Linked DNA regions of Mus musculus: region 2 is linked to region 1. A link is a contact called in public promoter capture Hi-C data. All regions are on one chromosome and are shown on one strand. The core of a region is the stretch at or near the end of the contact, and the rest is flanking DNA. Distances in the headings are between cores, read along the strand shown. Region 1 has its middle 42 kb from the start of Gm16863. Region 2 holds the start of Eif2b5 (eukaryotic translation initiation factor 2B, subunit 5 epsilon).

Evidence for each region. Promoter capture Hi-C pulls out the DNA fragments that hold promoters and counts their contacts.
Region 2: a contact with region 1 is called in a promoter capture Hi-C map of the 3T3-L1 cell line, with 3 times the contacts expected there. The contact joins the promoter of Eif2b5 here to the enhancer-like site in region 1. A contact is called at or near these places in 3 of 39 promoter capture datasets (the 3T3-L1 cell line, liver and neutrophils), 2 of 484 Hi-C or Micro-C datasets (the Ba/F3 cell line and regulatory T cells) and 1 of 115 datasets of contacts at active chromatin or transcription factors (pancreatic cancer cells).

What each region holds. Positions count from the first base shown.
Region 1 is chr16:21,335,918-21,342,557 of GRCm38.p6, forward strand. No RefSeq gene overlaps it. Among named protein-coding and RNA genes, the nearest start is that of Gm16863, 42 kb to the left of the region's middle. Within about 2 kb of position 3,649, at least 196 of the 459 cell types and tissues checked have an H3K27ac peak or open chromatin away from gene starts, as enhancers often do. A contact at or near this core is called in the Ba/F3 cell line and pancreatic cancer cells, where this site is marked.
Region 2 is chr16:20,495,526-20,502,165 of GRCm38.p6, forward strand. It overlaps Eif2b5 (eukaryotic translation initiation factor 2B, subunit 5 epsilon), which reads left to right and starts at 3,292. Exons shown (of 16, transcript NM_172265.2): 1 at 3,292-3,571; 2 at 4,660-4,784; 3 at 5,839-6,024; 4 at 6,105-6,282; 5 at 6,379-6,459. The coding sequence starts at 3,389.

The sequences.
Region 1 (6,640 bases), core at 2,399-4,898:
TTTCCCTATTTCATTTCTTCTTCCTCCTCTTCCCCTTTCCTCCCCCTCCCGCTCCTCTTCCCTCTCCCCTCCTTCTTCTTTTATATAACCATTTAGTCCAATTAGTGTTGCCATGTGTACATGGGAATAGGGTTATTCACTAGAACATGGACAACCTATCACTGCCCATATCCCAAAAGAGGGATGACTCCCCCTTCTGCAGCAGTTAACAGTTGTCAGTAGTAACTTGGAGGGGTGGAGGCTCTTGAGTATCTCCTTCATCCATGCTGGAATTTTTCTTGGCTTGGCCTTGGGCACACAAACCACAAATGCTGTCAGTTGCTGAGTGTTCCAGTGTTGTTGAAATTCCTTACCTGTAGAGAGAGGTAAACACACTCTCCTCTTTCTCCCAAGATCTCAGTAGTGAACCGAGGTGCAATTCCACCAAAGTTTGCTCTGGGGATCCCGTGAGTCTATTAGGCTCACTGACAGAGCAATGCTGCACCGGAGCATGGAGCATGTGCATGCCACTAGGATGAGGGCTCCCCCTACGGCACCAGAGTGGGGCTCTCTCCACCTCTTCCCGGCCTATGAGCTTCTAGGCTTCCCCTGAGGCCACATTCAATCAGTACAGACTTGTTGGAGGAGTGGCTAGTTACTGAGGTGAGGGTCCCCCACCCCTTCCCACCACTTCTTCTATGAGAGGTCAACAGTGAACAAGACCAGCTGTGGCGATATGAACTCCCGAAGATGGCGGCTGTTGGGTTGAAAGATGTACAGGAAGTCCTGTACAGGAAGTAGGAGTCATGTTCAGATGTGTGCTCTTCACAGAGCTCCTCTTTCCACCTCCTCTTCTGTGATACCCTGAGCCTTCAGAGTCAGGCAATGATACAGACATCTCCTTTAGGGCTGAGAACTCATTTATTTCCAGATCTTTAACCAGTAATGCTACTCTCTATTGACTGCTGTCCACTGCCAAAAGAAGATTCTCTGACCATGGTTGAGAGCAGCCCAGGTCTGTGGATGTAAACATAAGTATTCAGCAGTCAATTTAACAGCAAGACAATTTAGCAAAATAATAATAGCAAGTTTTACTCCACAGCCTACTGTCCCTCTAGCCATGGGTTTCTGATCAGAACTACAGTAGCAGGTCAACTGCAGTACTGCAGAACAGGCCTCAAGTCTAATAAAAACAGTTAGTTAGGCTGGGCGTGGTGATGCATACCTTTAATCCCAGAGGCAAAGGCAGTTGGGTCTCCGAGTTTGAGGCCAGTCTGGTCTACATAGTGAGTTCTAGGACAGCCAATGCCACATAAAGAGACCCTGTCTCCAAGATTTAATTAATTAACTAACTAACTAAACAAACAAAGCATGGATCTGGTGCTGGCTGGAACCGTGGCTGCCGTTTCTCCCCAGCAGCCTGCACAGCATCTTCCAGCAGTGTTGCTTAGGAAGGGGAATCATTCCTGGTTGGTTTAGGATTGGTTTTCTGCCCTGCAGCTAAGTGCGTTGTGTCTTCAGCAATAGGATCTCACCATGGAGTTATGATAGCTAACCAAGATGAAGGCAGTAGCTTGAGACCTCTGGGGCCTGCCTGACATTCACTCCTAGGGAGTATTCCATGCCCATGTACTGCGATTTTTATTTAACAGCCCATGGATTCTGAGAGTGACATTGTCTGTCCATTCATGGTATTTACGTTTGAACACCTTTTTAAAAATGAAATGTGAAATTAACTTACTAATGGGTTTCCACAAAGTTTTTCCATCTACCCTTAGTTTTAGTTAGCGCCTGTCCTCGCCCTCCCCCCAAGCCCTGTCCCAGGCCAAATCTTAACCTCTAGTGTCCCCCCTCCCCGTCTCTTTTCATATTTCATGTGTTCTACCAGTCCCTCCAATTATCATTTTTAGTTGGCTGTGGCCCTTTCCTTTGGGTAACCCCCTCCTTACCCTTCGATTCCCTCCCTGCCTAAGCCTTCCTGCCCCCCACTGGTCCACTCGTCTACTTTTGTTTTATTTATAATCGCCCCTTTCCCCTAAAGCACCCCAGTGTCTCCTTCCAGTTTCCTGGCTTCCGCTTGTGTTCCAAGTTAAACTCCACAACAGATGACTCGAGACTGGGATCAGCCGATGGGAGAGAATGTGCAGTGTTTGGTTTGTCTTCCCGGGCCTTGGTGACCTCATTCAGTATAATTTTTTCCAGCTCCATCCACTTAACCAGAAAATTTCATGATTTCGCTTTTCAATACATAGTTTTTGAAAAAGAACAAAGTACTGGAAGCATACGGGTGACCCCGGCAGCCGTTACACCAACCGAGAGACACAAAAGGTACCAGCAGTAGGATCTCACCTGTCCAGGGTGACACCTGTGACAGGGTCCTGTGTATCTGACTGGAAAGGATTAGCAGAAACTTTGTGTAGATGTACATTCTCTGTTTCTCCAGTATAGGACTACAATAGTTACGACTTGCCAAACTATATATCCATGCACCTCATAGCATGTAAATTACACTCCAAAATTATACATCAAAAGTTCAAGGAGTAGGCCTTCAGGTGTGGGAGGCCAGGGGCGTGGCAGGTGCACAGACACGGTTTTATCCTTGCCAGTGTCTACTGAAGGAGACAGACTCGGCAATCTTTCCCAGTTCTTACCGTATCTACCATGTCCTGAAAGCCTTTCAGACAATCTTTATCTGAGCTATGGAAAGGGAGGAAAGGGGCTGGTGGCAAAGCAAGCCCTTTGGTGACTGTGGATACAAATCTTCTAGGTACCCTTTCTAGCCCTTGGTGCTTAGTGCAGTGCGGTGGGGGTGGGTAGGGATGGGTAGGGATAAGGAGTTACAGTGGAAGCCAAGAACCTCAGGGTGACGTCTCCTGGAATGTCTGTACTTTGTGGAGGTGTGGGAAAGGTGTCAGTCTGTACTGAGCCAGGTTCTTACCCACTGGTGGCTCTGTGACCTTGTGTAGGACCTTGTGTGGGCCTGTGTTTTCCTCATCACGGGGCTCAATGAATCCTGGTTGTCTATCCCATGGGGTTATTTCAAGGTCCTAAAGAGATGGTGAAGATTTTTTTTTAAGAGAAGGAATAGAAAAAAACTAGTAATGAGCATGCAACTGGCCTCTCATACAGACATTTCGGAGTGAGTTTACACATTCCTGGTTCAAAAAAATGTCTGGCCAAAAGAAATTAAACAAAGAAATGTCAAGTACAGACACTGCATTAGGGGCCAGTGAATACTTTGGTAGCGAGCCAGACTTATCTTGTTGGACACCTTCTAAACTCAGGCGCAGGAGTCTGGCAGCCCTTGCTTCACACAGATGGTAATAGCAGGCTGACCCACAACTGAGCAGGGCCTCACTGCAGAGGTGACTGTGTCTCTCTTGTTCCTTTCTTGACAGCCATGCAGCAGATCCAGCTCAAATGAAGGAGAGAAAGAGCTTTGTCTGTCCTCAGAGCCCAATGCAGACCGTAGCCCAGTGCTGTCAGAGCGGAATGGGCAAAGCATGAGGCTCTGGGCCTGTTTGCGTGGCTATGAAGAGGCAGGATGGCCAGGCGAATGATTTGATCTGACTTGGGTAATGAAAATTGTTTGTTGCTGTTTGAAGAGCAATTGTGTAAGCAACAGTACTTCTGTGTTTGGCTGCCTGTGACTCACCACTGACTGTAACATAACCCCAAACTCAGAGGAGGCACAGGCTGTGGGCGTGGAGGAGGGGAGAGGAGGGATGCAGGGCAGAGGCCCCTTCTCATTCACCCTTTCTTCCCTCCTCACTGTCCCAGTCCCTCTCCAAACCTCTAAGGAACGTTCACGAGAAGGCGTTTGCCACCTGGACACAATGAGGCCTCGTTGGAGGGACAAGCGAGAAGCTGGCTGGGAGCCAGAGGCCCGGTTTGAATGGCTGTTGCCAAGGGGCTGCCAACAGTCCATCTCAACCCCCAAGAGGCTGACCCAGGATGGGGTGGGGGCCACCCCTCCCCACCTTGGAGGCCACAACTCACACCATTTGTGGGCCAGGCCGTGATCAGAATGTGCGGGGACAAGGTGGCTTTGAGTGGCTGAGCAGAGCCTCTCCCCCTCTGCTGGCTCCGGCCTCACTTGGATTAGAGCCTGCTCAGGGAGTCCCTTTGTTGGCTGCTTGTTATTCCACATGCACTGAGCACTGCGCATTCATCTTTATTAGTTCTAATTGCTTCCCCATTCTAATGGGATCTTGATATTCCCATACAATTGAAAGGAAATGTATTCATTAAAATAATTCTTCTAACTGCCGCTTCCAGCTGCTCCTCTAAAGTGACATTGTCTCTCCACGCAGCCTGCTGAAGCCTCTTATTAAGACTCTAGTCAAAAGCCAACTTTGGGCAGCAAACTTTCCTTGCAGGGGTTTCCAGACACTGGAGAGAGGGTGCTTTTTAATCAGGCTCACACAGAAGTTGAGGCCAGCTGGTGTAATTGGGGGCGCTGGTCCTCGTGGATAGAAGGGCTTGCCTCCAGCTCTGCCTCCTGTAACAATGACCCTTTCTGCATAATGGCTCATTTGGAGAGGGCTTCTCCCTGCACCTTCCACCTCTCCCCGCCCACATCGCATACGTGAAGCTTTTGTTTATGCCACAAGCAGTTACCAGGTGTGTTCTAAGCATGAGGCTGAGTAAGGAGCTGGGGAGGCAGGGAGGCGGGGCTGCACTCCCAAGGTGTTTAAGGTCTTGGTGGGTGGCTCCCAGCTAGCTTCTGCAGAGCTTTGAGGCAAAGGCATGGCAGAGAATTTCTGGGTATTCAAAGAGAATACACAAGGATCTGGGTTCAGATCCCCAACACCCCCATGCAAAGAGTAGCACACACTCCAGTGCTGGCCAACCTGGAGCGCCCATCTCCAAAAATAAATAAATAAGTAAATGAATGAATAAATAAATAAGGTAGAGCGTGATAGAGGAAGACTCCTGAAGCTGACCTCTGGCCTCTACACACATGCAAAGGCAAGTGGACCTGCATAGGTGTATGCACACACGCTAAATTAATTTTTTTAAGTTCAAGTTTTACTTTATTTGTATGTTTGTGGGGAAGGGGGACTTCAGTACCCAAAAGGAGCCTTCAGATCACTTGGAGCCGGAGTTACAAACAGTGGTAAGTAGCCCCAGGTAGGCTTGTAGCTGCAAGTTTAACTAAGCCACACTGCTTTGGCTCCCAGAGGGTCACACACACACACACCCAGGAACAATCTGGATTCTGGAATGAAAGACACATGTCAGTTAATTTATGATATGCTGTGACTAGCTCAAAGACTGGTCACTCCTAAACCTCCCCCCTGCTACTCTAGGCCCAATAGCGGAAGTGGCCAGGCTTTCTCTCCTGCAGCTCCTACATCCCACCCTTCTCACCCCAGGCAAGGGGATCCATACTCTGTCTTCCTTTCTCCCAGTTCCTAGCCCTCACAATATAAAAGTTCTGCGCCTCTCTCTCCACCCAGCTGTTGGCTGTTGGCTCTTTATTGATCGATCAAAAACCAGTTGGAGACAAGGGCCTTCAGCATTTGGACACACAGATTCCTGACAAAGTCAAAGCATTAAAACCAATCCCCACCAGGTGCTAAAACTGAACTCTGGAAGAGCAGGAAGTGCTCTTAACCAATTAATTCTCCAGCCCCCTAAATTAATTAATTTTTTTAAAGGAATGAAATGTTAGTAAGGGGAACTATTATTTAAAGTATATTTTATGGCCTGACATGGTAGTGCACACTTGTAATCCCAGCACTCAGGAGGCAGAAGCAGGTGAGTTCCAGGCCAGCCTGGTCTATATAGCACATTCTAGGACAACCAGGGCTACATAACAGAGAGGCCATCTCAAAACAAACAAAAACAAATTCAAAACATTCAGATATATCTGTTTATTTCATAACAGCTAAATCAAGAGATCATAGGTAAAAATATAATAAAGTTCTGAGATGTGAGAAACCAATGATCTATTTGGAGAAAAATTTGGCAGTTATAGAAGAGTGGCCAAGTGAATACATGCAAAGCATGCGTGGTGTAGTGAATACAGGCAAAGATGCATCGTGTAGTAAACACATGCAAAGCATGCGTGGTGTAGTGAATACATGCAAAGCATGCATTGTGTAGTAAACACATGTAAAGCATGTGTGGTGTAGTGAATACATGCAAAGCATGCATCGTGTAGTAAACACATGCAAAGCATGCATCGTGTAGTGAACACATGCAAAGCATGCATCGTTTAGTGAACACATGCAAAGCATGCATCATGTAGTAAACACATGCAAAGCATGTGTAGTGCAGTGAATACATGCAAAGCATGCATTGTGTAGTGAACACATGCAAAGCATGTGTAGTGTAGTGAATACATGCAAAGCATGCATCGTGTAGTAAACACATGTAAAGCATGTGTGGTGTAGTGAATACATGCAAAGCATGCATCGTGTAGTAAACACATGTAAAGCATGTGTGGTGTAGTGAATACATGCAAAGCATGCATCGTGTAGTAAACACATGCAAAGCATGCATCGTGTAGTGAACACATGCAAAGCATGCATCATGTAGTAAACACATGCAAAGCATGCGTGGTGTAGTGAATACATGCAAAGCATGCGTGGTGTAGTAAACACATGCAAAGCATGCGTGGTGTAGTGAATACATGCAAAGCATGCATGATGAA
Region 2 (6,640 bases), core at 2,042-4,541, 840 kb before region 1:
CGCACGCCTTTAATCCCAGCACTCGGGAGGCAGAGGCAGGCGGATTTCTGAGTTTGAGGCCACCCTCCCTGGTCTACAGAGTGAGTTCCAAGACAGCCAGGGCTACACAGAGAAACCCTGTCTTGAAAAACCAAAAAAAAAAAAAAAAAAAAAAAAAAAAAAAAAAAAGAATCAGAGGAAGAAAAAACACAGCATCTCATCAAGGGGAAATTATTTTACTCTTTAGTGCGGCTTAAAGAGAGCCCAGACTTCCTAGGGGTGGTTCCTTGCCAAGTTCCTGACCTGGAATGTGAGGCCTCCATCCAGGATAGAGATTCTGTCCTCTTGACCTAAAGAACCTTTTACTTCTCAGATCTGTGTTGTTAGTGTAGCCTCATTGTTACCTGCTGGCTTCCACGGTGGCTTTACTTAGGACAATCTCTGGCTATATTAAGGGTTTTTTTTTTTTTTCTGTCACCAACATTTCCCAGTAAGCATCACTGTGTTGCTTTCCTGTGACCTACATATTGTGCAGGCATTGGGAAGGGCTGGTCATTTCTACTAATTATGTGTGTAGGAAGGAGTTCCCAGACCAAATTACTGATGCCTAGTGGCCACCTATATGGAGACCAAAACACTTCAGTGTACCAAGGACTCAGGATTTCCTCAGTCCAGGACTCAGGATGTTCAAAGATAAAACTGGGACAGTACTGAACAAGCAAGGGCAGTCTACATCCTTTCCTTTCCTTCGAAGAACACACCTTCCTTGGGGCAGTTGGGTAATCAGCTAGCCAGGAACAACTTCACACTATACCAGTAACTTCTGACCGCTGTGGGCTGGAGACCTTGGGCTGGCTCACAGGATCATCATTTCTTTCTCTGGGCAATGCTGTCTCAGAAACCTTGTGTTCTAATCTCTTCAAGAAACTCAACTTGTCTTTGAGTCTGAATCTCAGAATAGGAAAAAAGACTCCTTTACTACAGGGCCTCTGACCTCCATATACATTACAGATGTTTCCTACCCCACAGTCCAGAAAACCTCCACGTAAAAAAATGACTTCATAGGCTGGGCATGATGATCCACGTCTTTAGTCCCAGCACTCGAGAGGCAGAGTCGGGTGGGTCTCTACAAGTTGGAGGCCAGCCTGGTATATACAGTGAGCAGTACCAGGGCAGGCAGGGACATGTAGTGAGACCTTATGGCAAAAAGAAAAGAAGACTTCATTTGTCATAAAGTCTATGACATAGACTCTGGGAATTGGTGAAGGCTCACTACATCACACTGATCTGTAGAGGGCAGTGTTACCCAATTTCTCAAGCCACTGAACTCCACATTCAGCATTTCCGGGATCCCGTGTTTGAGCAAGAGTCTGTGTGCATGAGAAGTTCCCACAAGTGCACATTTTTCTTCTTCATGTAGATCTGTAGCGCAAACAGTCCCCCAGAAGGTATATTTATACTTAATTTTATTTTGGTCGTGTTTGCCTACTTGTTTGATCAGTTGTCACGAGGCATTGCTACAGCTCTCACTTGAGATTCCCCCTGTCTCAATCGGTTTTGGAAGCATACGCTCTTAGGTGACCTGTCCGACTTCGATTTAATTGAAATTTTTTACTAAGCTTTTCCCTCTCTGTACTAACGTTTTCAGAAGCAAACGTTGTCCTCATAGCACCCTCATTAACTGGGCGAAGGAAGAAATGACAGGTTTCTGGGTTCCACAAGGAAGCTAACGAGTAGCGATACACTAGAAACATAGGCTCACCACTCCACCGGAGAACATCTGCGGGGAGGTGGGTGGAAGCAACAGAGGGAGTTGCCGAAACTTGCGGGCTGTGGGATTAGCAGAGGTTCTGTTGCTGATTGGGCAGATTACTTACTGGAATTTTTGGCTTGACAGAATTACGCCCAGCCTGCGTGCCATTGCTTCCTCCGCCTTAAGCTTGATTTATAAACTGCGGCCACGGCTTCTTTTACCAAAACCTGCTGCTCCACTTCAGTCTAGCCTGAAAAGCTTGCTACTACGCCCCAGTCCTACCCAGTTTACTCCTGCTCTTAGATCCAGCCTCATCTGGGATAACGCTTGTGGAACTGAAAGACCCACAACGTGAGGACTCCCCCACGTTCTGACTCAGGAGAGGCGACACCCCAAAATCACCAACGAGAAACGGTCTTGCTGCAAATTGCAAGAGGATTTTTATTCAAGAGCGCTCTCGGGCCCACGGTCATACACCACGCAGGGGTAGAGGACTGTGGCGCCCCGAGTAGCTGGATAAGGGGGTATTTAAAGGAAGGAACCACAACTCAAGGAGGTGGGAAGGGCGTTGTTGGAAAATACCAAAAATACCAGTTAAGAGTCACAAGGAAGTACAGAGTCACAGGTGTCACAAGGAATACCTGGTAATTGTTAACTCTCAAGACAGTTTCTAAGAGCCCCTAACGATAGCACATTTGCATTGCAGGTTCCAGCAATGGTCAGAGTGGGTCAGGGTGACTTTCTTTGAATTAACACTCTTTGAACCCAGGAAGCCGGTGGGTGGAGGAATGTCGCTATCTGTTTTATGATTAGCATACCTTGGAGCACTGAGTTTACTACTCTTTCAGAACCATGGGAGTCAGATGAGCTCCAGCAGCAGTTTTTCCACTCACTAGTTGGGCGTGCTCCCTTGGTTCCGATTTGAGGGTTTAAGAAATGCCTGTCGCTCTAGGTCGTATTTCTGGCAAGGGGGGAGGGAGCACCCATAATAGGTGTGTGTTCAGTAAAAATCTACAGCCTGCCTCCATGTCCAGTATTTGTGCAGATCGTGGTTTCCCTCCCAAAGATGCCAGATCCCCTTAGATTACTAGACTGCAAGTGGGGAGCTTCATTTTATATTTAGATTTATGTGGATGAGTGTTTTCCACAGGCATCCAGTGCCCGGTCGAAAGTGTGTCGGACACCCTGGAATTGCAATTGTGAATAGTTGCTTGCTACCACGTGAGCGCCAGGCGCAGAACGTGGATCCTCTGCAAGAGCAGTAAGTGCTCTTAACTGTTGAGTGATCTCTCCAATCCCTGAGAACTACAAATTTTATCCTACTCTGGGCAGAGGAGCTGTAGGCTCCTGCCCAGCGATCACAAGCCTATCCAGCTCGCTGCCTTCTTAGCTTGTCCAATCCAACAGCACTCACTGACTAAGTAGACAACGGTGGGATCTCACCCCTCTGGGGTGCATACACCTCCCAGTAGCACCTACTGCGGTCAGCCACGCCCTGGTCTTGCACGGGGTGGGTGGGGTCTGCTGGTACACACATGCGCATTCCTTCCTCTTTCTCTCCCTGCAACTACACCTTCGCGTTTTGACTGTGAGTCCTTTTTGTCCCCTACTGCGTGCCGTGTGACTTCCCGGCGGACGTGCTGGCTGCGAAGCAAGATGGCAGCCACTGCGGCGGTGCCTGGCGCTGCGGCCGGCCGAGCGAGCAAACGCGGCGGCGGCGGCTCGGGCGGCGGGGGAACCCAAGGTGCGGAGGAGGAGCCGCCGCCGCCCCTCCAGGCAGTTCTAGTGGCCGATAGCTTCAACCGCCGCTTCTTCCCCATCTCCAAGGACCAGCCTCGGGTGAGCACCCGGCTCGCGAGCAGTCTGCCGGCCTCGAGGGTAGCGGGGCCGCAGGTTGCCACTGCAGCTGGTTAGTGAAGCGTGCTCTGGAAGTTACCCTCAAGTTGAGCTTATCTGGTTAGGAAAAGGTGGAGAGACCGACTGAAACCTCGGAGGCTGTCCGATCAGATGAGTAACTAGCACACATGGATTCTCGCAGGGCTATACACCCAGCCTTGGGAAGGATGGAGAGGGCTGTGTGTAGAATCAATGCTTGAAAGAAGGCTTCCCCGGGGGATTTAGTAGCACAAGAGGGGCCTCCACTGTCTTTAACCTTGCAGGACATGGGCAATTTAAAGAAATTGCTTTAGATAAAGGCAATGGTAATATATTCCTAAAGGAAAAAAGGCTAGCTCTCAGCAGGCTGTTTTCCTCCCATCTGCTGAAAGGGGACCCCAGTGGGTTGCCATCAGTCTAGGAATTACCTAGACATAGGAAATAGGCATTGCGCTTGCAGACTACTGGGTCGCTCAGCAATCCATAGTTCATTCAAATAGGGATTTGCCTTTGACTTAAGAATTCCTAATAGCCGGGCGTGGTGGCGCACGCCTTTAATCCCAGCACTCGGGAGGCAGAGGCAGGCGGATTTCTGAGTTCGAGGCCAGCCTGGTCTACAAAGTGAGGTCCAGGACAGCCAGGACTATACAGAGAAACCCTGTCTCAAAAAACCACAAAAAAAAAAAAAAAAAAAAAAGAATTCCTAAGGCTAACGACTGTTCATTTTTGACAAGTGTTTGAATGATTTCTGTGACTCTTAGTGGCAATAGAACAATAGAAGGAAATTCTATGAAGAAGACCTTAGTGCTTAGAGTTCTAGAGCTATGACTTAGGGCCAACATTTGTCCTTAATGCCAGCACTGGGCTCCTAGAACATGTTTGTGTCTGATACCATGCCTACTAGGCTCAAATTCCAGAGCCTTAGACTGACCCTTAGAGCCTGTTTGCTTTAGAATAAAAGGATAAAGTCGATTATAGTGTCTGCAAACCAAAGTATACCAAAGTATAATCCTGACTTGAAGATCTCAGACTTTTTCTTTCCTGCCCTATAGGTCCTCTTGCCCCTGGCCAACGTTGCGCTAATTGACTATACTCTGGAGTTCCTGACTGCCACGGGTGTACAGGAAACATTTGTCTTTTGCTGCTGGAAAGCTGCTCAGATCAAAGAACACTTACAGTAAGGCTTCATAATTTTTCCTTTCCAGGATTCTCCGTCTTTTTTCAGTTCTTCCAGGATAGAGTTGATGTGAGGAGGAGAACACTGAATCTGTTCTGAGCTCCTGTGAGGTTTAGTGTTCTCGTCACGTGTCCCGAGGTAAACTGCTGCAGCTTCCTTTGCCTTGAGGTCCCAGGGACCAAAATTAAAGGCTTGCCTGTGATTTTGAGTCTTTCTTTCTTTTTTTAATATATATTTTTTATTACGTATTTTCCTCAATTACATTTCCAATGCTATCCCAAAAGTCCTCCATACCCTGCCCCCCACTTCCCTACCCACCCACTCCCACTTTTTGGCCCTGGCGTTCCCCTGTACTGGGGCATATAAAGTTTGCAAGTCCAATGGGCCTCTCTTTCCAGTGATAGCCAACTAGGCCATCTTTTGATAATTTCTGAGTCTTTCAAAGTTTGTTCCTGTGAGTTTTGCTTTTTGTTTGATGGCTCCAGAGTGTATGTTATTGGAAGGGCATCTTTATTTTTCCACCAAATTTCCAAATACTGTCTGTATTTGGAACAAGCTCCTCCCCTCTGTGTCCTCCGCCCACCTTAGTTTCAAGCCCACAGTAAGTTCTTAAGAGATGCTTGTTAAAATTTGGAAGAGTTAGTCTGGGAATTTATGAGTTTGGGAAATAAAGACTAATATATACCCAACATGTTTTCCATGTTACGGTGTTTAAAGTTGATAGAGACTCAGAACAAGAAAGATGACATGAAAAAAAAAATATATGTTCCCAGAATACTTTTATACCCTAGATCTCATAAGCTCTTGAATTCAAACTCATATTTGAAGACAGGAGTCAAGTTATAGAAAGGAAATGGCCATATTTCTCAAACACATAAAACTAATGACACTAGACGCTGAAACCATTCATTATGGTTCATAGGACTCTTTGAAACCAGGGACGCTGGCAGGAGCCCAGGAAAGCCACAGAGGAGTATAAACGCTGGATGGAGGTTGAAGGCCAGGTCTGTGACCATCTGTTTAATTTACTGTTCCTCTCATCACTTTCCTACAGGAAATCCAAGTGGTGCCATCCTACGTCCCCCAACGTTGTTCGGATAATCACATCAGAGCTATACCGATCACTAGGAGACGTCCTCCGTGACGTCGATGCCAAGGCCTTGGTGCGCTCTGACTTTCTCTTGATATATGGAGATGTCATCTCAAATATCAATATCTGCAGAGCCCTGGAGGAACACAGGTCAGGCTGGGGAAGACTGCAGGACAAGACTTAGGGACCAGCAGAGTCCTAAGACTAACTGTGCCTCTGGTTCTTAATAGGTTAAGAAGGAAGCTAGAAAAAAATGTCTCTGTGATGACAATGGTCTTCAAAGAGTCGTCACCCAGCCACCCTACACGCTGCCATGAGGACAACGTGGTGATGGCTGTGGACAGCGCCACCAACAGGGTTCTTCACTTCCAGAAGACCCAAGGCCTCCGGCGCTTTTCCTTTCCATTGGTAACTGGGTGTCTGGGGAAGGAACTCGGGTAGGAGAAGGCGGAGCTGCGAGGAGAGAGGTGAGCTCAAGCCTCTGCCTGCCACTTCTCCCTTCAGAGCCTGTTCCAGGGCAGTGGAGACGGAGTGGAGATTCGATATGATTTGTTGGACTGTCACATCAGCATCTGCTCTCCTCAGGTGAACTCTCCAGAACAGGGCTGTGTAGCCAGAGTAGAGCTCTCGGGGGTCTGTAATTGCTCCCTTTCAAGGCCAGGGTATGCATCTTTTCCCTCTTTTTCTGACTTGTTGTATAGTAGAGAGGTACCATTACCTGACTCCCAGTATGCTGGGAACCAAATCTAGGGTTTTGTCCCACAGC